7 separate regions of the Mus musculus genome follow, and all the other regions are linked to region 1. Evidence: chromatin contacts called from public HiChIP or PLAC-seq and promoter capture Hi-C data. All regions are on one chromosome and are shown on one strand. The core of a region is the stretch at or near the end of the contact, and the rest is flanking DNA. Distances in the headings are between cores, read along the strand shown. Region 1 holds the start of Numbl (numb-like). Region 2 holds the start of Cxcl17 (chemokine (C-X-C motif) ligand 17). Region 3 holds the start of Dmac2 (distal membrane arm assembly complex 2). Region 4 holds the start of Bckdha (branched chain ketoacid dehydrogenase E1, alpha polypeptide). Region 5 holds the start of Tgfb1 (transforming growth factor, beta 1). Region 6 holds the start of Ccdc97 (coiled-coil domain containing 97). Region 7 holds the start of Hnrnpul1 (heterogeneous nuclear ribonucleoprotein U-like 1).

Region 1 (2,708 bases), core at 146-2,645:
ACCGCCTGAGGAGACCTATGCTCTACACCGCAAGCTAGCTGGGGCTTTCTTAGCCTGTGCCCGTCTCCACGCCCACATCGCCTGCCGGGACCTCTTCCAAGATACCTACCACCGCTACTGGGCCAGTCGCCAGACACTGCCGCTGCCAGCAGCCTCCTGACTAGGGACCTCCCTGCCGACCCCACCATGACAGATTCCATCCAGGGATACCAGCTCCACAGCAGGCAGTCCCCTCCTCCTCTTTCTTGGTCTCCAGAACCTAGTTTCTTGCCTTGGATCTTTGGGCCCCTGGAGTTAGCTCCCTGATCCTAAGTGAGCAACCTTGAATTCTGAGGCTAGGAGCCAGCAGAATCCTGCCACCATCTAAGTGAGCCTTGGGTCCACTCTCATGTGAAGGAGACGCCCCTCGGCCCCAGGTCTTCCAGGATCTGCAGGGGAGATGGTGGCTGTTGGGGGCGGTCCTCACCTTTGCCTCCCTTGCTCCTCTACCAGCTGCCTTCTTCCCGGGTTCCAGCCTGTGTATTGGAGGGTGGGGGTGGGTGCTGATCCTTTCCTCCGAATAAAGGCACCCTTTCCCTGCCCCCAGTTCTTTTCTCTCTGTGCTAAGGGGGAGGAGCTCACAGGCAGCTCCAGGTGCAGATGGCCAGACCCCCCACCCCACCCCCTTGTCTAGGGCCATCTGTTGCAGGGAACCTCCTCCGCCCCCCCCCCCACGTGCTGACCACCTGCTCCAAGGGCTGTGGCAGCTGAGAAGTACCCTTCTATCACATACTCGCCCCCCCCCCCACCCCCCAGCTTCAGGCTCCCTCCTGTTCCTGACAACCTCGCCTTTGCTAATGGGCCCTAATGCCCCTAACAGCTGCTCTGCCAAACCTACAGGACAGGGGTAGGGGTGCAGCTGAGTCCAGAACTAGGACCTGGTCTAACCCAATGCCCACTTCTCGCAAGCCAGAGTGATCTCCCTCCAGGACTCCAGGGTCTGTTTCTTTTCCTTCCCCTCCTCTCCCCTCCCCTCGCCTGCAAAAAGTGCCTCGTCACCGCTTCTGCCCGCCCCCGCCGGGCTGGGAGAACCGTGGGGTTAAGCAAGATTTGAGGACGAGGCGCCTCCCAAAGCAATTCTTCAGAAGCAGAACCATAGGGGATCTGAGGTCAGGGGTTATGGAAGCAAATAGAACCTGCGCCTCAACCTGAGAGGCACTCCTCTAGGGATGCGTGCAGGTTCCCGCAAGGCCAGACCAAGGGGCGGGGCGGGCCGGCCTTTGCTTGGGAGGAGACCCGGTAGTGTTTATGTGGGGGCGTGGTCTGCGGGAGGGCGGGGTTATCTTTTGCATATACAGCAGGCGGCGGGCCAATGGGCGGGGTCGGGGCGGGGCGCCGAGGGAGGGATGCTCCCCCGCCCCCGGAACGGAATCCTCCCGGGAGCCGAGCTGGCTCGCGCGCTTGCATCCCGCACCAGCCGCCGGCCCCGGGCCGGGCCCGCGTCAGACCGAGCCGCCGCCACCACAGCAGCAGCAGCACTCGGGAAGCCGGGCCCAACCGGGGCCGCGGGAGGCGGGGGCGCCCGGGCCCTGGATGTCCCGCAGCGCGGCGGCCAGCGTGAGAAGGGCGGGCTCGGGGGGCTCGGGCCGGGGGCGGCGCCGCTGCTGATGTGGCGAAGGGTGGGAGGCGGCAGCAGCGCCCGGATGGAGAGAAGATGCCAAGGCTGGAAAGGGTGGTCCTGGGTGGGGGTCCGGGAACAGGTTCCTGGCAATCCCAAACCTGCCAGACTGGGGTCTGGTCCAGCACAGGCCATCTCTGCGAAGGCCCTGAAAATAGGGATCCTGGAATACAGATTCCCCCCAAATCATGGACAGGGCTACATAAATTCTAGGTAAAACTCCCTGGGCAAGGTTTGGCGTTCAGGGTCCGGATACGGTCCCCTTTATCAAGCTGAGGCCTTAACTGAGCCGATTCCAGACAAAATCAGTACTCTTCCCTGCTAGAGGGTTTCTTTGAGCACAACAGCCCCCTGGGCGATGTCTTGAAGATGAAGTCCCTGGATAGAGCTGCCAAGGCTAAGGCTCTGGGGGATGGGGGGGCGGTTTCCAAGTACTGTCTACTCCCTGGGGTCCTGGATCCAGCCTGTCCCCCCAAGCCCTTGGGCGGTGTCCCAGGCAAATCCCCTTCTCAGAACAAGGTCTCTGTGTCTGAAACTCCACCCCAGCGTGAATAAAATAAGGAGAATTTCAGGCATTCCCCTACCCCACCTCCACCCCATGCTTAGTCAGGGGTCTCAAGACATTGGTCTCCTAGGCCACCCCTTTTGTCCCTAGGGCTGCTCAGCGTCTAAGAGAGGCCCCACCCGGAGACAATGCTCAGCTTTCCCTTGCCCCCCAGGCTCCAGGATTCAGCCTGGGCTGGGGGCGGCTCCCCAGAGACGGGTGGAAACCTGTCTGTAGCCTCTGTGGTGACCAGCGGCTTTGTGTGGTTGTGTGTGTGTGTGTGTGTGTGTGTGTGTGTGTAAGGGTTGGGGATGTGGCTAGAAGTGTGATCTGGTGTTTGTGTGACTGTAGCTGTGTGTGTGCTTGCATTACAGCTGGCAAGGATGAGGTATCCTGCGTTGTCTGCCTGCATGCTTGTGGTTGGATGTGGTGATGTCTGGTGTGTGTGTGTGTGTGTGTGTGTGTGTGACCGTGGATGTGATGGCAGCCGTTCACTGTTCAGACTCC
Region 2 (2,708 bases), core at 127-2,626, 1.8 Mb before region 1:
GTTAGCCTTTGAATTAGATGTGTGAGTAAAGTTGAGCTGGTTTGAAAACACAGGACCTGTTGGGGATCAGCAGCCTAGTATGGTTGGAGCATAAGTGCATCTTTGTGAATGAAAGAAAGTGGACTGGAAAGGTGTGTTGTGACTAGAGCTTTGAGTTCATGGGGAGGACTCTAGCCCTGGTGCCCATATAGTGATAGAGAAGCCTTCCCTTCCAGAGTGGCCACTATGGGCCCCAGGACTGAAGAACTCAGAGAACTTTCCCTACAAAGGAAAGAAGTTGGACATTGCCAGAGGCAGGTGATCCTGGATTTAGGATCACATGATGCTGAGTATGCCACAGAGTACCTCACCCACAGGAGAAAGGTACATGGATAGAGATGATCTTGCTTCTGTGTGGTGGCTCTGTGAAGAGCTGGGAAACACTGGCTGTGGTGAAGACTAGAACAGATTCAGAACCTCTACCGAGTCTGCTTCAAAAGGGACAGACCATTCAACCAAGCCCGGGATGACTAAAATGTCTGCATGACTACTGCCTGCTAATAGGACTGACCTGGTTTGTATCATCACGAGCTTACTTGGCATACTCTAAAGTTATAGGACTCCTCATTTCTTTGCCTTCCACCACAAGCCTCCCACCCCCAGTTGAGCCCTGAGAAAATCTGTGACTTTTCCAGGAGAGGTTGGGAAGGTCTGGGAAGTGGATCTTGGCTGGGCTGTGTGTACACTTGTGTGTATGCTGCCAGCTACAGTTGCAGACATGTTGGGAATGTGCCTTAAAGTTTACAGAGTCCTTTGGGATAAAGAGGGTCCTTTCTTTTTGCTAATGAGGATTCTGGTACTGAGAAAGACTAACTTAATTACCCCAACTTGTTGCTAAAAGAGTATTTTAATGCACTTGTTGTTGGGTTTGCCATGTTTTCTACCCCATTTCTTCCCCACAAAATCAAATTAATCTTTGGTGTGCACATGGTTCTGGTGAAGTAGAAATTAATCTTGAGCCAGGCATGGTGGCACACCTATAATACTGGGACCCAGGATACTGTGGTCGGAAGAGTCCAAGTTTTCGGTCAGCCTGACTACATATCAAGAGCCTGTCTCAAGGGAGAGAAAAATAGAAGGGAGGAGGACGGACAAAATAAAGAGGAAGGGAGGGAGAGAAGGAGAAGAGAGAATATCATTTCATTGTATTTACCTGGGTTCGGGCTGCTGAAGACCATGGACATGAGCATCACTGGAAGCAACAGAAGGAAGGGAGAGGCTAGAAGCTTCATTGTGGCTGTCTGTTGGTTCTTAAAGGCTGTGTGGATTGTCACCAGTTAGAGGCTTCTGATTTCTTGTAACTGCTCAGGTGGAGTAGTGTCTACAATTTAATCCTACACAAGAACACCCTTGGGAAATCAAGAGCAGGAAGGCGGTGCTGGTCAGTTTAGTACCAGATTGGACCAGGTCTTTACGGGAATGTGGGAGGTAAAACTGGCCAAACAAAAGAAACCACACTCCAGAGAAAGGAACAAATGACTGACACCTTGGCATGTGTGTGTGTGTGTGTGTGTGTGTGTGTGTGTGTGTATGTATGCTTGACTCCTCCCCCACTGTGGGGGGTTTCATTCTCTAAGCTTTTTTCTCACTTGAATTTCCGTGTACCTTTTGGCTGTTTAGAGCAAAACCGAGGCACTGCAGGCTGACAAAGAGAGGCTGACAGCTGCGCTTCCTCTCTCCACCCATTTGTGATTGCCAGCACAGTAGATGGAAGTGCTACTGCCTGGACAGTTGTCCTGTCCTCGCACTGTTGACAGATTCATCCAGTTCCCTAGCCACTCACAAGGGAAGCAGAGTTCAGTTAAGAAGACGTTCACTTTGGGTGTGCTGGTGTGTGCCAGCACTGGAGGCTGAAGAGGGCTTTGAGTTTCCCCTCCCCTCCCCTCCCCTCCCCTCCCCTCCCCTCCCCTCCCCTCCCCTCCCCTCCCCTCCCCTCCCCTCCCCTCCCTTCCTTTCCTCTCCTCTTCAATTCTCTCTCTCTCTCTCTTAACAAAGAAAGAAAAACAAAAATGAAGGGCTAGTGGCTGCCTGGCGAGTGAGCTGATGATCTAACTTCAATCCCCACTGTTCACAGGAAGTAGAGAAATCAGTGCATTGTCCTTTGACTGCTATAGTCATTTGGTGCATGCACACTCCCCTCATCCTTAAATAACTGTAATGAAGAACGAAGGGCTAGGGATGTAGCTTAGAGATAAGATGCTTGACTAGCATGCACAAGGCTCCAGGTTTGATTCTCAGCACCATAAATAGCAAATAAAAACAAACCAGCAACAATGCACAAATAAAATCAGAGTCAGTTATCTTTGCCTCCAAACTCTTTCCTGGAGCAGTGGGGAAAACAAAGCCTCCTCTTGTTCATCAGGAAGTTGGCTATGGTTTAGTTGCTCCAATTTACAGGACACGGTGTGTGTGTGTGTGTGTGTGTGTGTGTGTGTGTGTGTGTATGTGTGTGTAAGATCACCAGAGCTTCAGGTCCAGGAATATATGAACTATAGGCAAAAAGGGATTCTTGAACTGTGTTGGTCCAGGTTGGTGGAGTTCTTGGTTCAAGGCAAAAGGAGAAAGCTGATAATGCCCACAGTCAACATTAAAGACGATTGTGCCAGCCAGCTCACGAGGGAGGGGAGCGTTTATTTCTGAAACTTGCACTCTTAGAGGTGTTATTTCAT
Region 3 (2,708 bases), core at 148-2,647, 1.6 Mb before region 1:
TCAGAATCATCCTTCATGTAACATGTTACATTTGCAACAAGTCAATCAGACTCTGAAAGTCCTCTCTCCCTCTGTGACTAGAATGAACCCCTGCTGGGCAGCCAGGCAGCCAGCACTACTGCCCAACTCTGGTCAAGTCTCCACCTCTCTGCAAGCTGACAAAGACCTCAGGCTTTTTGTACAGGCTGTTACCTCTGCCTGAACACCTTTATCCAAGCCTTGGGGTAGGTGACTCTCCTGTCACTCATTGCAGTTAAATGCACCTGCTCTACAGACCTTCACTGCTGCCCTATACCCCGCCACACCCTAATATATTGCCCGTTTTTACCTACTTTTTTTTATCAAACACTAGTTTTAATTTTGTGTTCATTTCTTACCTATTGTCTTTCTACCTAGAATGATGACTACCTAAGAAAAGGGCTGTTAGTGCGACCCCAGCACCCACTGCGAGTGCTCAGCAAACATGAATGAATGAATGAATGAAGAGAATCCACCAAGAGTTCACACTGAGGGCTGTGGATGTGGCTCAGTTGGTAAAGAGCTAGCCTAGCATGAAGGAGGTCTGAGGTTTAGTCCCCAGCACCTCATAAACTTCTGTCCACAGCACAAGTGTGCCTGCACTCATATACATAAAACACATACACACATTAATGATAAATATACGCTTTTAATTGAAAAAAGTTCATGGCAAATATACCATACATGAGAGACTTTATGTAAAAGTAATAACTCTCTTAATAAGTATAGATGTGAACTCCAAACTAAAGATAGTCTCTTATACTCAAGTCTAATCTGCCTCTACCTCATCGCTGAGGAGAGACGTCTCAGTGGCAGTTAAGAGCACTGACTACTCCTTCAGAAGATCTGGGTTCAATTCTCAGCACACACACACGGGGGCTGCCAACTCCAATTCCAGGGATCCAGCGTCCTCGTCTGGTCTCCAAGGCATTGAACACACGTGGTGTAGAGCTACATGCACACACAGAGAAAATAAAATTTAAAAACCTAATAATAGGGTAGCAAAGTAGCTCCGTGGGTAAAGGTGCTTGCTGTGCAAGCCAGTGGATCTCAGTTCGCTTCCTGGACCCAGACTCGGCTCATCTCTACACCTGCGCCGCGGAATGTCACGCGTGTATACGCACAATAACAATAAATAAAAAATCATAATCAGTCGTACTGATTCTGCTGTAGAGATATCGGGTGTAAACTGAAAAACCAATGAACGCAAGAGAATTGCGACCGCACTCGGGGGTGGGGTGGAGTGGGAGGAGTAGATCCTTTACAGGAAAGACCGTCTCCTCCGCACGCGCGCCTTTAAAAGGCGGGCTAAAACAGAAGGGGGCGTGGCCACACGCGTGGCCCTTGGTGTCTGAACCACGTGTTAGGAGGGAACGTCCTGCCTCTTCTGTTTACGTTACCTGGCAAGATGGCGGCGCCCAGAGCGGTAGGTGACCGCAGCGTCCGCGTCCCGGAACTATGGTTCACTTTGTAGCTCGGTTCTCGAGACCTCTCTCAGCCTCCTGGGAAACAAAAGTCTGCGGAAACAGAGCGTCTCCTGCCGGACCTCGCTCGGGAGACGCCGTCTGGGGCTGCCGAGGGCCACAGAGAGTCTCGAGTCGCTTGATAGAGAAACCAATGGGATGAGGGTGGCTTAGCCAATCAGCGGAGTAGGACAGCTCTTCCTGGGGGGAAAGGACGGGATAAGGGTTTGGAGGTGATGTAGAACTAATGATGCTTTTGCGCGAAATTCCTGGGGGGAATTTAAGGATCTTGTAATCCCAGTATTTGGGAGGTGGAGGCAGCAGGATCAGGAGTTCAAGGTTATCCTTTTGTGTATCAAGTTGGAGGGCAGGCAGGGCAACGTAAAATCCTGCCTGTAAATAAATAACTAAACCTTAATAGGAAACAAACAAAAATCAAAGAACAGGGTGTGCAGGCGGGAGCCAGGAAGTTAATTTGGAGGTCCGAGGAAGAACCTGAGGGGGATTCCTAGAGCTTCGTTAACCTGGAGAATGTATTTAGTAGTAGAGTATTTTGTTGGTACTCATTGCCGTGGGTTCCATTTCCAGCGCTACCTGTAAAGGTGAAGGTTACGTGGACAGGATGGCAAAGAAATCAGCCATTTGGCAAAATCCTAGGGAGAACTGGGTAAAATTTGGGCTGGGGAAATGGTTCATTATTGAAGCACATGTGCTTGAGGCATGAAGGCCAGAGTTGGTAGAAGCGGGGCATGTCTGCTCACCTGGAATCCCAGCACTCTGGAGGTAAAGACAGTTGATTCCTCAAGCAAACCCACTGGCTGGGCTACCTGAGTTGGGGTGCTGCAGGTACAAGTGAGAGACCCTGCCTTGATCTATAAAGCCAGGGGCAATTGAGGAAGACAGCTGGCCTCCATACATGGGCACATTCGTGCAAGGACACCTACACATTTGAATGCACACTATGCACGTACGTATTCCACCACCACCACCCCAACCCCCAGGAGTGAACTGGTGAGAAATGAAAGTATAATGGTAGTTTGGGAAAAAAAAATAAGGACTTGGTGGGAAATTAGAAGAACCTGAGAAAACCAAGACTGGCTGCATTCAAGAATGAATTTATGGTTGGTTAAATGGAAGACTTTGGAGAAATGTTTTGAATCCCAAAGGTTAAGGATTGAGGACGTGGACATGCTGGGGACTGACCACGGTGCCTTATGAATATTAAAC
Region 4 (2,708 bases), core at 119-2,618, 1.6 Mb before region 1:
GGGGGAGGGGCTGGGAGGAGAGGGGGAGCTGATATCGGGATGTGGAGTGAATAAATAAATAAATGAAAAAGAGAAAAAGACACAGTTTCACAATGTAGCCCTGGCCTGGTACTCACAGAGATCTGTTTGCCTAAGTGCTGGAATCAAAAGCATACATCACCACACCAGGTCCTATTCTTTTTAAAAAGAATCTTTTGGGGGGTGCAGGGAGATGGCTCAGTGACTAAGAGCACTGGCTGCTCTTCCAGAGGAATTGGGTTCAATTCCCAGGACCCATATGGCAGTCCAAAACTGTCTGTATGTACGCAACTCAAGTTCTACAGAATCCAACATCTTCATGCAGACCAAACAACAATGCACGTGAAATAAAAATAAGTAAACCATTTTTAAAAATCTTTTTTTTTTTTTTTTGAGATAGGGTCTCACGTAACTCAACCTGGCCTCAAATGCCTCCTCTCCTACTTCCCAAGCGCTGAAATTACAGACATGTGTCGCCATATCCAGATAAACAAACACACAGGGCTAGGAGCCAAACTCTGGACGTGGCGCGTGCTAGGCAAGCATTCTACACTGTGGTGGTACATTGCCAGACCGCAACAGATTTTGGAAGTGTTATCCTGCCCTTATCAACAATGGATCAAAAGGGAATTCCGAGTTTTCTCCAGTGTTTTCAAGAAAAGTGGGCAGCCAAGCACCGTAGCTTACATCTGTAATGCCAGTACTTGGGAGGCTGGGACAGGACTATCTCCAGTTCGATGCCTGTCTAAGCATCTGGGTGAGCTAAAGGCCATTCCGGACTCGTGGGTGAGATCCTGTCTCAAAAAAATAACGTGGGCAAAGGGTCCTGTTTGAACTTGTAGCTCTCTTTGTCTCCCTTCATAATCATCTTGTGTAAAGGACAGTCATGGCAAAGTCCCTTGCCTTGCCTTTTGATCAGGTGGCATAGGAATCAAACCAGTTTCTTGCTCAACTCCCTTTACAGTTGGAATTTAAGCAATGTAGGACCCTATGAAAACCTGATCTGTCCTTTCAACCCCCGTCTCGTCTCCTTCTATCGAGGCCCACAAGTAGCTGCCTTGCTTTTCCTCTAAAGGGATTCTTCCCTTGAATTTCTCTTCAAGAAGTTTCTCGGACCTTTTCTTTCTTTCCTTCACAGCCCGCGGTGTCTCACACAATGTAAGAATAACTTTTACGTCTCTATTTCTCCCTAAGAAAGACCCCGTGGGGCTCAGATACTCACAGATCTAGCCAAGCCCCGAACCCCAGATCGTCCCAACAGGAGAAGAGCAGCCTGGCGCAGGCCACGGCTCGGCCTCCAGATCTTGGCCGCAGACATCACTATCGCCATCTTGGCTAATAACCACTCCTCCTTTCTCACAGGATAGACATACGGCTGTCCCACCAGATGCCTTATTCAAATAGCAGCACCGCTAGGCCAACACGCTATCTGCTTCTAACCACCTTGCGACAAAGACGCATAAATGAGTAAGGTGGCAATTTTTAGTCTCTAAAATTGCTCCGGTCGTCTGCTTCTAGTTGCTCCTAATTCAGGCAACTAAAAGGACAACTTAACTTGAACCTTCAGGGTTCAGGACCCGGAGCCCTGAGCAAAATGGGCCCTCTCCAAGTCCCTCCCCCTGTTCCCTGTTGTCCAATGGCTATGCCAGAATTGGGAGGTGGAGGTGGGCGGGACCAGATTGTTAGTAAACGCTGAGCCACGTGCTAGGGCCAACTCGGGCGTGCCCTAGACGGGCGCATGCGCAATAGGTACGCGGCCGGTAGAACTGCGCGCGCCGCTAAGCGGAAGCTACGGTGGGAGCCGCAGCGCGCGTGGTCAGCGGCTATGGAGGGCGCAAAGCGTGCAGACGCCAATTTACTCACTGACACCGGAACAGAGTCCAGCCCCCGAAGTCCAGTCTGCAGTCTCCGGCACTTTGCTTGTGAGCAAAACCTGCTGTCCCGGCCGGATGGATCTGCTTCTTTTCTTCAAGGTACGAGCCTCACCAAGTTTAACTCAGCGCGCGCCATCCTCACCGAAGAAGGGTTTTTGAAGAGCGGTTACTGTGTAGTATGTAACCAAGTACGCCCGCCTCCTTGAACTTATTTCTAGATGTTGAGTATACCCACCTCCCGTCTCGAGAAGAAATGAGTTGGCCAGCCTGGTAAATCCCTCTCAGAGGAGATCGAGAGCAAGACCACTCTCATAAGAGTGACTATCCCAGAATAGGTATTTCACCAAGGCAGATATTACCCTTCTCTAGATTTCTTTCTTTCTTTTATCTTTCTTTCAAGACTTATTTTATTTATATAAGAGCACTGTAGCTGTCTTCAGACACACCAGAAGAGGGCATCAGATCCCGTTACAGATGGCTGTGAGCCACCATGTGGTTGCTGGGAATTCAACTCAGGACCTTTGGAAGAGCAGTCAGTGCTCATAACCACTGAGCCATCTCTCCAGCTCCCCTTGACTAGATTTCTTGGGTTTTTGTTGTTGTTGTTGTTGTTGTTGTTTTCACTTTGTTGTTGAACTCACTTTGTAGACCAGGCTGGCCTTGAACTCAGAAATCCGCCTGCTTCTGCCTCCCGAGTGCTGGGATTAAAGGCGTGCGCCACCACGCCTGGCTTTGACTAGATTTCTTAAAAAACACTTCTAGATCCATACATCACCGGTTGAGGCTAAGGTGTTTATTTGCATAAATACCCTTTGA
Region 5 (2,708 bases), core at 90-2,589, 1.6 Mb before region 1:
GTGCTGACCTGGGGGCCTGGGAGAGTGAAGAGACCACAAAGGGAGGTCAGACGAGGCCAGACTTGACTTGAGAGGTTGGACTTTGTTCTGTGGCCCAGGGGAGTCATGGGAGGGTTTTGAGCAAGAGGGTAATGTGGATTGCTCTAGATTCCTGTGACTACTATGTGGAGTGAGTGGGAGATGAGAACCCAGAGAGGAAATTCAGGCAATAATCCAAGGTAAAAGTACTGTGCGAGGTCTCCAGTGGTTTCAATGCTGGGAACCCGGGAGCAGGGTTCTGCCCCTTTGTCCTTTTCTCTAACGCCTCTCCTCCCGCAGGTTGGCCTCGACTCCATCTCCAGGTGTGGTCCCAGGACAGCTTTGGCCGCTGCCAGCTTGCTGGCTATGGCTTTTGCCATGTGCCTAGCAGCCCAGGCACTCATCAGCTGGACTGCCCTACATGGAGGCCCCTGGGCAGTTGGAGGGAGCAGCTAGCACGGGCTTTCGTGGGTGGTGGGCCACAGCTGCTGCACGCAGATACCATCTACAGCGGGGCTGACCGCTACCGCCTGCACACGGCCGCGGGTGGCACAGTGCACCTTGGTATCGGCCTGCTGCTGCGCCACTTCGATCGCTATGGAGTGGAGTGTTGAGGGACTTCATTGCTACTAATCGCCATCATCCACTGAGCACATAATGGCACAGCAGTGAAGCAGGCACGTGGACTCTGGAGACTGTCAGTCCTGATCACCCCCAAGTCATGGCCCCTATGCCATGGACTGCAAGGCCAGGAACTCCCCTGTGGCCCATGCTCCACTGAACTACGGGGTAGAAAGGGCTGTGGGTTGGAGGGACATGAGCAGGGCCCACTGTTTGGACTGTCGGGGGCACTTAATAAAAGCGTGTATTTCTCATGGGTAAGGTGCCTCCTTGTATCCGCTAAAGCTCTCAGACGTCGGTCTCCTTATTTCACTCTCCTTGACACTCTCATCCGCAAAGTCTGCCCCTGCCTTTCGCTCTCCACCGCCTAGGTCCCCACTTCTAATACAGGACTCTGTTTTCTCACGAAGTCCCAATTTTTCCTTTGACCCTTCAACAACTCCCAAATCCACCGGGGCGCTTTGGTTGGTCACCGGCTTTAGTAGTGCTCCGCCGCCAGGAGGCAGCACCCTGGAGGTGGGGCGAGGCCGGGGTGCCCGCCCCCTCCCCGCAGGGCTGAAGGGACCCCCCTTGGAGCCCGCCCACGCTAAGATGAAGACAGTGCCCCCCCATGCCCTCCCCCTGGGGCTGCCCCCGCCCCGCGCGCGCTTCCTGGGTGGGGCCGGGGCGGCTTCAAAACCCCCGCCGCCCCAGCCGGTCCCGCCGCCGCCGCCGCCCTTCGCGCCCCAGGCCGTCCCCCTCCTCCTCCCGCCGCGGATCCTCCAGACAGCCAGGCCCCCGGCCGGGGCAGGGGGGACGCCCCTTCGGGGCACCCCCGGCTCTGAGCCGCACTCGGAGTCGGCCTCCGCTGGGAGCCGGCAAAGGAGCAGCCGAGGAGCCGTCCGAGGCCCCAGAGTCTGAGACCAGCCGCCGCCGCAGGGAGGAGGGGGAGGAGGAGTGGGAGGAGGGACGAGCTGGTTGAGAGAAGAGGAAAAAAGTTTTGAGACTTTTCCGCTGCTACTGCAAGTCAGAGACGTGGGGACTTCTTGGCACTGCGCTGTCTCGCAAGGAGGCAGGACCTGAGGACTCCAGACAGCCCTGCTCACCGTCGTGGACACTCGATCGCTACCCGGCGTTCCTCAGACGCCCCTATTCCGGACCAGCCCTCGGGAGCCACAAACCCCGCCTCCCGCGAAGACTTCACCCCAAAGCTGGGGCGCACCCCTTGCACGCCGCCCTCCCCCCAGCCTGCCTCTTGAGTCCCTCGCATCCCAGGACCCTCTCTCCCCCGAGAGGCAGATCTCCCTCGGACCTGCTGGCAGTAGCTCCCCTATTTAAGAACACCCACTTTTGGATCTCAGAGAGCGCTCATCTCGATTTTTACCCTGGTGGTATACTGAGACACCTTGGTGTCAGAGCCTCACCGCGACTCCTGCTGCTTTCTCCCTCAACCTCAAATTATTCAGGACTATCACCTACCTTTCCTTGGGAGACCCCACCCCACAAGCCCTGCAGGGGCGGGGCCTCCGCATCCCACCTTTGCCGAGGGTTCCCGCTCTCCGAAGTGCCGTGGGGCGCCGCCTCCCCCATGCCGCCCTCGGGGCTGCGGCTACTGCCGCTTCTGCTCCCACTCCCGTGGCTTCTAGTGCTGACGCCCGGGAGGCCAGCCGCGGGACTCTCCACCTGCAAGACCATCGACATGGAGCTGGTGAAACGGAAGCGCATCGAAGCCATCCGTGGCCAGATCCTGTCCAAACTAAGGCTCGCCAGTCCCCCAAGCCAGGGGGAGGTACCGCCCGGCCCGCTGCCCGAGGCGGTGCTCGCTTTGTACAACAGCACCCGCGACCGGGTGGCAGGCGAGAGCGCCGACCCAGAGCCGGAGCCCGAAGCGGACTACTATGCTAAAGAGGTCACCCGCGTGCTAATGGTGGACCGCAACAACGGTGAGCTCCGAGGGGCCGGGGAGCCAGGAGGGAGCCCCCAGGGGGCGCCGGAGTGCAGGGGTCACCGGGAGGAAATTACCCTCAGAGGAAACTGGCTGGAGGAAGGGGAGCCCTGGGGGCACCGGGACAACTGTGTGGGTGTCCCAA
Region 6 (2,708 bases), core at 140-2,639, 1.5 Mb before region 1:
AAGAAAATTATGAGCAGTGTCTTGGCAGTGCTAGGAGGACAGGCCTGCTCTACCACACACAGTTTAGATGGTGCTGGGGATTGAACCCAGGGCCTCAGGCATGCTATGCAAACATCCCACTAATAAGCTACGGCCTTAATCCCTGGCTTTGAACCTTCTAGGCTCCTGACTATAGGCCCATTTCACCACATCTTGCCCCAGATTCTCTTTTATGGCTTCATGGTAGCAAATGTGATTGGCATTTGTAAGGCTTGAGGCCCAGCACCAGAAAGTTTAAAAGATACATACAATTTTGTTACAGAAAATGTTAATATATATACTTTGAAGCAGGGCCTCATAGTACAGGGTTTGACTTTGTAGTCTGGAACTCACTATGTAGTTTAGGATGTCTTCAAACTTAAGGGTAATCTCCTGCCTCAGTCTCCCAAGTGCTGGGGTTACAGATATAAATCACCACAATTGGAGATTATCAAAGATTGAAACACACACTAGAACACACCTCTGCCTCTACATTCATAATCTGCTATTCAGCTTCAGTAACTCCCAGTTCCAAGTTGTCATCGCACATCAGACTACTATGAAACATTAAAGACAGGCGTGGTGGCACAGGGCTGTAAACTCAGTACCTTGGGACCTGGGATTGGAGGACAGCAATTTGGAGGCTGACCTTGGCAATAATAAAAGGCTGTGAACAAAACCCCAAAACAAAACAAAACAAAAGCCCCCGCCCCCGCCCCCCCAAGCCAATACTTGTAGGAAGTCAGTAGCAAAGTAAAAGGCATTGAAGGTGCGAGGGAGAAAGGACCTAAAGGGGCGGAATGAGAACTTTAGGACCTAAAGAGGCAGACGTTGGGGTCAGGAAGGGTTAGAATGCAATGGGGGCTGTTGGTTTGATGTGAGCTTTCATGGGACAAGAGGAGAGCTAGCTTGGGATACGGAGAAACTCAGGTTGGCACAGAAATGATGTTAACTTGAGAAAGGTTGGTCTGAGACTGGAAGAATCTGCAGGAGAGTTGTTATTTGCTTGAAGCGTTGGCATGGTAAAAAAAAAAGTGGGTTAGCCTAGGACATGGAAAGGGGTTCATTTCAAAGAAGAAGGGAAACGTCAACCTGCTACAAGGCCGAATAACCAGACCCACAAGGTGGACCAAGTGTTGAAAGTGCCAGTAAGCGGCGGTCAGACTTCCTAGAGTCCTCAGCGCTTGCCGGAACCATTTCCTGGTCACACCGCAAGAGCACCCTCCGGTCACCTGAGCCTGGCAAACGTCTCACCATTATCCGGCTTCCTCTCCGTCACCTCTGCAGCTGCCACCGCCTCCATAACAGGTCTCTTCAACACAGTAACCGCCACAGCGGGCTCCGGAAGCCAGGCTGGACCCTAGGTACCCGCAGGTACTTCCGGTTACGCAAGCGTCTTTATGCGGCACCCAAGCATCAAAGTTCCGGGTCAAAGGCGGGCCTTCTCTTATGCGCATGCGTAGCCCCGCTGATGGATCTTAAACCTATCAAATGGGAAAGTCAGCGGGGACCGTGTGTCATTTGATCGCTACTCTAACTTGAGGTCCTCGTGTGTTAATATTTGGAGTGGTTGTATTGGCCCTATCGCATAGACCCTCGAGTCCTCTTAAAAATACTTATGCGGTCAGAAGACAACTTATGGGAGTGTGGATAAAATTCAGTCAAGGTTGGCAGCAAGCATCTTTAACCGCCGAACCATCTCATCCAACTTTGTGCTCTCTGTAGATTTGACTTCCTTCTATCATCACATCCAGCCTGTAGGGCTGGCATGAGATTAAATTGGGGGGAGAACCTTTGTGTTTCCAAACAAGAAGGAAACCTGCAGATATGAGGAATTCGCTGTGTAAAAGGGAAGGACCTGCTCACCACAGGCAGGGTCAGAGACTTTCTGGCAGGGATAAAGCCCCCAGATGAGACCTGAAAGGCATGGGCAGGAGTTAGGAAGTACTTCAGGCAGTTTTGCTGACAAAGGTACTTCTGGGTGCTGTTAACTGTTTACTATGCAGAGCATACAGCACTCAGGAGACAGAGGCAGGGATATCACTGAGGGTTTGACGAAATCTTGTCTTGAATAAGGCCGGCCAGGGTTACATGGCAAGTTTTTCTCAAGAAAGCAAAAAATAAAAGATTATTGGAAGCTGGGCAGTGGTGGTGCACACCTTTAATCCTAGCACTTGGGAGGCAGAGACAGGCAGATTTCTGAGTTCGAGGCCAGCCAGGTCTACAGAGCGAGTTCCAGGGCAGCCAGAGAACCCAGACTCAAAAAAAAAAATGGAGGCCACGTGTCAGTGTCAGATCATAAAGGGCTTCGTAGCCCTATGAGGTGTTTGGAACCCATAAGGTTTGGGGTAGGGAACCAAGGAAAGGAACTGGAGATCACAACGAGGAAGGTGGTGCATTAATCTTGAAACAGGTTTGGAAGAGTTAGAACTTGGTAAGCATTCCCGACATTTGGGGAATGGCCTGGTAAAAACCCAGCTGCATCACCAGGAATGGCCAGCAGAGGGCGATGCTGCCCAACACACATATGCCAAGAGCAGCATTTCCCAGGCTAGGGACAAGGACCCCTCCTTACCTTCTCCTAGAGCAACTTGACAAGTGTCTCTCCTCCCCTTCCCCCCTCCCCCAGACAGGGATTCTCTGTATAGCCCTGGCTGTCCTGGAACTCAGAAATCCACCTGCCTCTGCCT
Region 7 (2,708 bases), core at 119-2,618, 1.5 Mb before region 1:
TTAAGAATGCAAGGCCACTCAGCAGAAACCACAGAGTACTAACCTGAGTCCTTCCAATTCTAGGCCCTCTAGTTTCTTTGTCCATGAGAAGATTCTGTCCTTTCTTGTCACCATTTAGATCCCAAATCTCCTCTGGAAGCCAACTAGATAGCCTAGACCTCCCAGTACCAAACATACAAGTTGTACCTGCCCTCAAGGTTGACCCTGTAACCTCGAGGAAATGTAGGAGTTGGGGATAGGGGTTTCCAAATCTGCTGGTCTTTCATTACCTCCTAAAAGGCCACCTGGCACACACTGGAGAGTTCAGTCCATGTTTTGGGAGACTCTTCCCAGCCTTGGACACCCGTAGGTCCAAAGTGCCAGTCCACCCCCAGCACTAAGCAGATCTTATCCCATCCGTGAAGAAAATCAAAGATCTTCTACCCTTAAAATTCTCCCTGACCTGCACCCTAGGCCATTCTTCCGCTACCTGAAAATCCAGCTTTTGAGACTCAGCCCAAACGGTGGACTAGCATGGCTACCCCAAGCTGTCAGCTCACCGCTCGGCTAGAATCTCTCATTTTCCAAGACGCCGCCCCCCGACACCCCTTTCCCTAAAACGTCTAGTTCTTCCGACTTTTTCCAACTCAAAGCCACAAAACAGAACCCCAAAGCAGTTTCCAGTCTCCGAATCCCAGGATATAAAATCCTCCCCGCCCGCCCGCTAGGACCCTGGTCGCCTTAAAATAAAATCCATCCCCCTCCACACGGTTTTCCTTGCACCGAAGGCCAGGATCCGCCCTCAGGCTGCCCCGAGGCCCTGGCCGCAGATCCTTTACAACGGCAGGTGGCAGGATCCCTGGCTCCTCAGACCATCTCCTGGATCTCTGTGGAGTCGAGCTCCCGCGTCCCACAGCCCGTCCTCGGCCCGGACTCCAGGCTCCCCGGTCCCCCGCCCCGCGCACTCTCACAATGTCCGTCCGGCCCCGAGTAGCCGCCGGGCTCCGGGTGCGGCTGCAGCCCGGGCGGCGGTGGCTGCGCGGTCCCCTCCAGCTCGGAGCCCCCCTCGGTCTCGACCTCCTCGTTGTTGTGCCCAGGTAACCCCGGATCGTCGTCAGCCTCGAGCTCCCGTTCGTCTTCGGGCTCCTCGGCCTCTAGCGCCGCCAGCAGCCGCTCAGCAAGCTCGGCCTTCAGGCCGCGAGTGTCCAGGCCGCGGCGCTGCAGCTCCTCGCGAAGTTCGTTCACCTTCAGGCGACGCACATCCATGGCCCGGGCCCCCGGGGCGGCCCCCGAGCCTGGCCCGGCCTCCCAGGGCTCTGTCCCCCCTAAACCTTGCCTGTCAGGAGGCGAAGGGGGAAAAGGGGGGGCCACTCCAATGGCGGCGGCGGCTCAAGATGGCCGCCGCCGCCTCCTCCCCCTTGCCCGGACCGTACGATGTAAAACGAGTCTCAATTGGTCAGCGCATGGGGCAACGGGCGCGGGCCCGGGAACCAAGCCAATCACAGTGTGGCTTTCAAAAGAACGGTACTAGAGGGCTCAGGAGCTGCCTAAGAGGAAGCGTTAGCCTACGTTGAAGTCGCGGCCAGAGTGGAGGGCGGGAAAAGGCGAGAGGCGGAGCAAGCGCTGATTGGGTAGCGCTCGCGCGCCCGCTGCGGTACAGTCAAATGAAGGAAAGGGAGTAACGACTTGGAGCCATTAGCAGCCAGATCTCAGAACAACCGCCCAGTCTCTCCGCGCCGTGCTTCCCTCAGACTCTCTGTAAAACACATTCTAACTGGTCTTCATCTCACGCCCCCTCGCGGAGGCCAAGCGGGTAAAACCACCACAACCAATCAAATGCGGCGGGAAGAGGCCGGCCAACCCTCGTCTTTCCTGTTGCCTTTCGGGAACCGGAAGGAGATTAATTCACCGAGGCCCCGCCCCTTGCCGTTAGGGCGGTTTCAAAACAACCTGTTCGCCAATCGCAGTTACTGTTATATTTCACCACTGCCAGAGCTTGAGCGCTTTAGAAAAAGCGAACTAGATTGGCCATTCTTGAGAGGCTTGCCTCTCAAAGTTCTCCGTACAGCAGGGTATAATACGGAATGAAAATCAAGTGGATCTGTTACTCATCGTTTGTTAGAAACCCAGTTGCCTTTATGAGAAACAACAACAACAAAATTGGTCCTGGAGAGCGCTGAAGGGTTGAAAGCAGGGGCTAGGCTAACAACGGGAGAAAAGTTGTGTGGTAAATCGCACCCCTCCCTTTGATGCACAACCTCCCAGGGCGCTTTCTCTATGGTTGCTAGACAAGCCACTCTGCACGCAACCATAGAGCCTTCCCGCTCTGGGCATAGCTGCAGAAGTTCGCGGCTTTCCATCTCGAATCCATTAAACCGTTGTTGCTCAACCTCAATCTTGCTGTGTCTACTCTGACCAATTCGCACACGAGAATCCGTAATTACGACAGGTTGTGTTAATCCATACACCTGTCGCCCTTTGCTCAGAAGACAAAAACTTAGTGAAATAACACCGAGACGCACAACGCAAATGTGCACCGACATCTATAGCCTTAACTCCCAACAAAAGCCACAAACACTCTCTATTAGACACACGCAAACATCCCACAATAAATGAATAGGCGTGACAGGCCAAAAGCATCAATTCAGGATAAGACTTCAAACGGCAGTGTAGGTGTGGCACAAGCATGCAGCATCGTGCGACAAAGCTCAGCTAAGACAGTTCACGCT

Evidence for each region. Promoter capture Hi-C pulls out the DNA fragments that hold promoters and counts their contacts. HiChIP or PLAC-seq counts read pairs in DNA pulled down with a chosen protein or histone mark.
Region 2: a promoter capture Hi-C map of liver shows a contact between it and region 1, with 4 times the contacts expected there. The contact joins the promoter of Cxcl17 here to the promoter of Numbl in region 1. A contact is called at or near these places in 3 of 39 promoter capture datasets (cranial neural crest, liver and maxillary cranial neural crest).
Region 3: a contact with region 1 is called in a promoter capture Hi-C map of embryonic stem cells. The contact joins the promoter of Dmac2 here to the promoter of Numbl in region 1. A contact is called at or near these places in 3 of 39 promoter capture datasets (embryonic stem cells and liver) and 1 of 115 datasets of contacts at active chromatin or transcription factors (kidney).
Region 4: a promoter capture Hi-C map of embryonic stem cells shows a contact between it and region 1, with 3 times the contacts expected there. The contact joins the promoter of Bckdha here to the promoter of Numbl in region 1. A contact is called at or near these places in 2 of 39 promoter capture datasets (both in embryonic stem cells) and 4 of 115 datasets of contacts at active chromatin or transcription factors (embryonic stem cells and large pre-B cells).
Region 5: a contact with region 1 is called in a promoter capture Hi-C map of stem cell-derived epiblast-like cells, with 4 times the contacts expected there. The contact joins the promoter of Tgfb1 here to the promoter of Numbl in region 1. A contact is called at or near these places in 6 of 39 promoter capture datasets (cranial neural crest, embryonic stem cells, hippocampal neurons and 3 more), 6 of 115 datasets of contacts at active chromatin or transcription factors (acute myeloid leukemia, astrocytes, embryonic forebrain and 3 more) and 1 of 9 other capture datasets (embryonic stem cells).
Region 6: a contact with region 1 is called in a promoter capture Hi-C map of embryonic stem cells. The contact joins the promoter of Ccdc97 here to the promoter of Numbl in region 1. A contact is called at or near these places in 5 of 39 promoter capture datasets (the 3T3-L1 cell line, cranial neural crest, embryonic stem cells and 2 more), 5 of 115 datasets of contacts at active chromatin or transcription factors (astrocytes, fibro-adipogenic progenitors, large pre-B cells and 2 more) and 1 of 9 other capture datasets (embryonic stem cells).
Region 7: a contact with region 1 is called in an H3K27ac HiChIP or PLAC-seq map of embryonic stem cells, with 5 times the contacts expected there. The contact joins the promoter of Hnrnpul1 here to the promoter of Numbl in region 1. A contact is called at or near these places in 8 of 39 promoter capture datasets (cranial neural crest, embryonic stem cells, frontonasal cranial neural crest and 3 more), 1 of 15 datasets of contacts at CTCF or cohesin (large pre-B cells), 1 of 484 Hi-C or Micro-C datasets (B cells), 20 of 115 datasets of contacts at active chromatin or transcription factors (acute myeloid leukemia, astrocytes, bone marrow-derived dendritic cells and 13 more) and 2 of 9 other capture datasets (embryonic stem cells and liver).

What each region holds. Positions count from the first base shown.
Region 1 is chr7:27,257,366-27,260,073 of GRCm38.p6, forward strand. It overlaps Numbl (numb-like), which reads left to right and starts at 1,396. Exons shown (of 10, transcript NM_010950.2): 1 at 1,396-1,596. The coding sequence starts at 1,573. Coq8b (coenzyme Q8B) reads left to right here. Exons shown (of 15, transcript NM_133770.2): 15 at 1-584. The coding sequence ends at 160.
Region 2 is chr7:25,411,510-25,414,217 of GRCm38.p6, forward strand. It overlaps Cxcl17 (chemokine (C-X-C motif) ligand 17), which reads right to left and starts at 1,377. Exons shown (of 4, transcript NM_153576.2): 1 at 1,193-1,377. The coding sequence starts at 1,271. The region is part of intron 3 of 4732471J01Rik (RIKEN cDNA 4732471J01 gene); the gene reads left to right.
Region 3 is chr7:25,618,017-25,620,724 of GRCm38.p6, forward strand. Dmac2 (distal membrane arm assembly complex 2) reads left to right here and starts at 1,398. Exons shown (of 6, transcript NM_001290487.1): 1 at 1,398-1,444. The coding sequence starts at 1,427. It overlaps Gm38969 (a long non-coding RNA gene), which reads right to left and starts at 1,645. Exons shown (of 2, transcript XR_881901.3): 1 at 1,419-1,645; 2 at 652-969.
Region 4 is chr7:25,657,393-25,660,100 of GRCm38.p6, forward strand. Bckdha (branched chain ketoacid dehydrogenase E1, alpha polypeptide) reads right to left here and starts at 1,369. Exons shown (of 9, transcript NM_007533.5): 1 at 1,241-1,369. The coding sequence starts at 1,348. Exosc5 (exosome component 5) reads left to right here and starts at 1,761. Exons shown (of 6, transcript NM_138586.3): 1 at 1,761-1,991. The coding sequence starts at 1,844.
Region 5 is chr7:25,685,663-25,688,370 of GRCm38.p6, forward strand. It overlaps Tgfb1 (transforming growth factor, beta 1), which reads left to right and starts at 1,340. Exons shown (of 7, transcript NM_011577.2): 1 at 1,340-2,561. The coding sequence starts at 2,207. It overlaps B9d2 (B9 protein domain 2), which reads left to right. Exons shown (of 4, transcript NM_001362154.1): 4 at 319-900. The coding sequence ends at 632.
Region 6 is chr7:25,717,646-25,720,353 of GRCm38.p6, forward strand. Ccdc97 (coiled-coil domain containing 97) reads right to left here and starts at 1,390. Exons shown (of 5, transcript NM_028771.3): 1 at 1,273-1,390. The coding sequence starts at 1,321.
Region 7 is chr7:25,753,391-25,756,098 of GRCm38.p6, forward strand. Hnrnpul1 (heterogeneous nuclear ribonucleoprotein U-like 1) reads right to left here and starts at 1,369. Exons shown (of 15, transcript NM_144922.3): 1 at 951-1,369. The coding sequence starts at 1,245.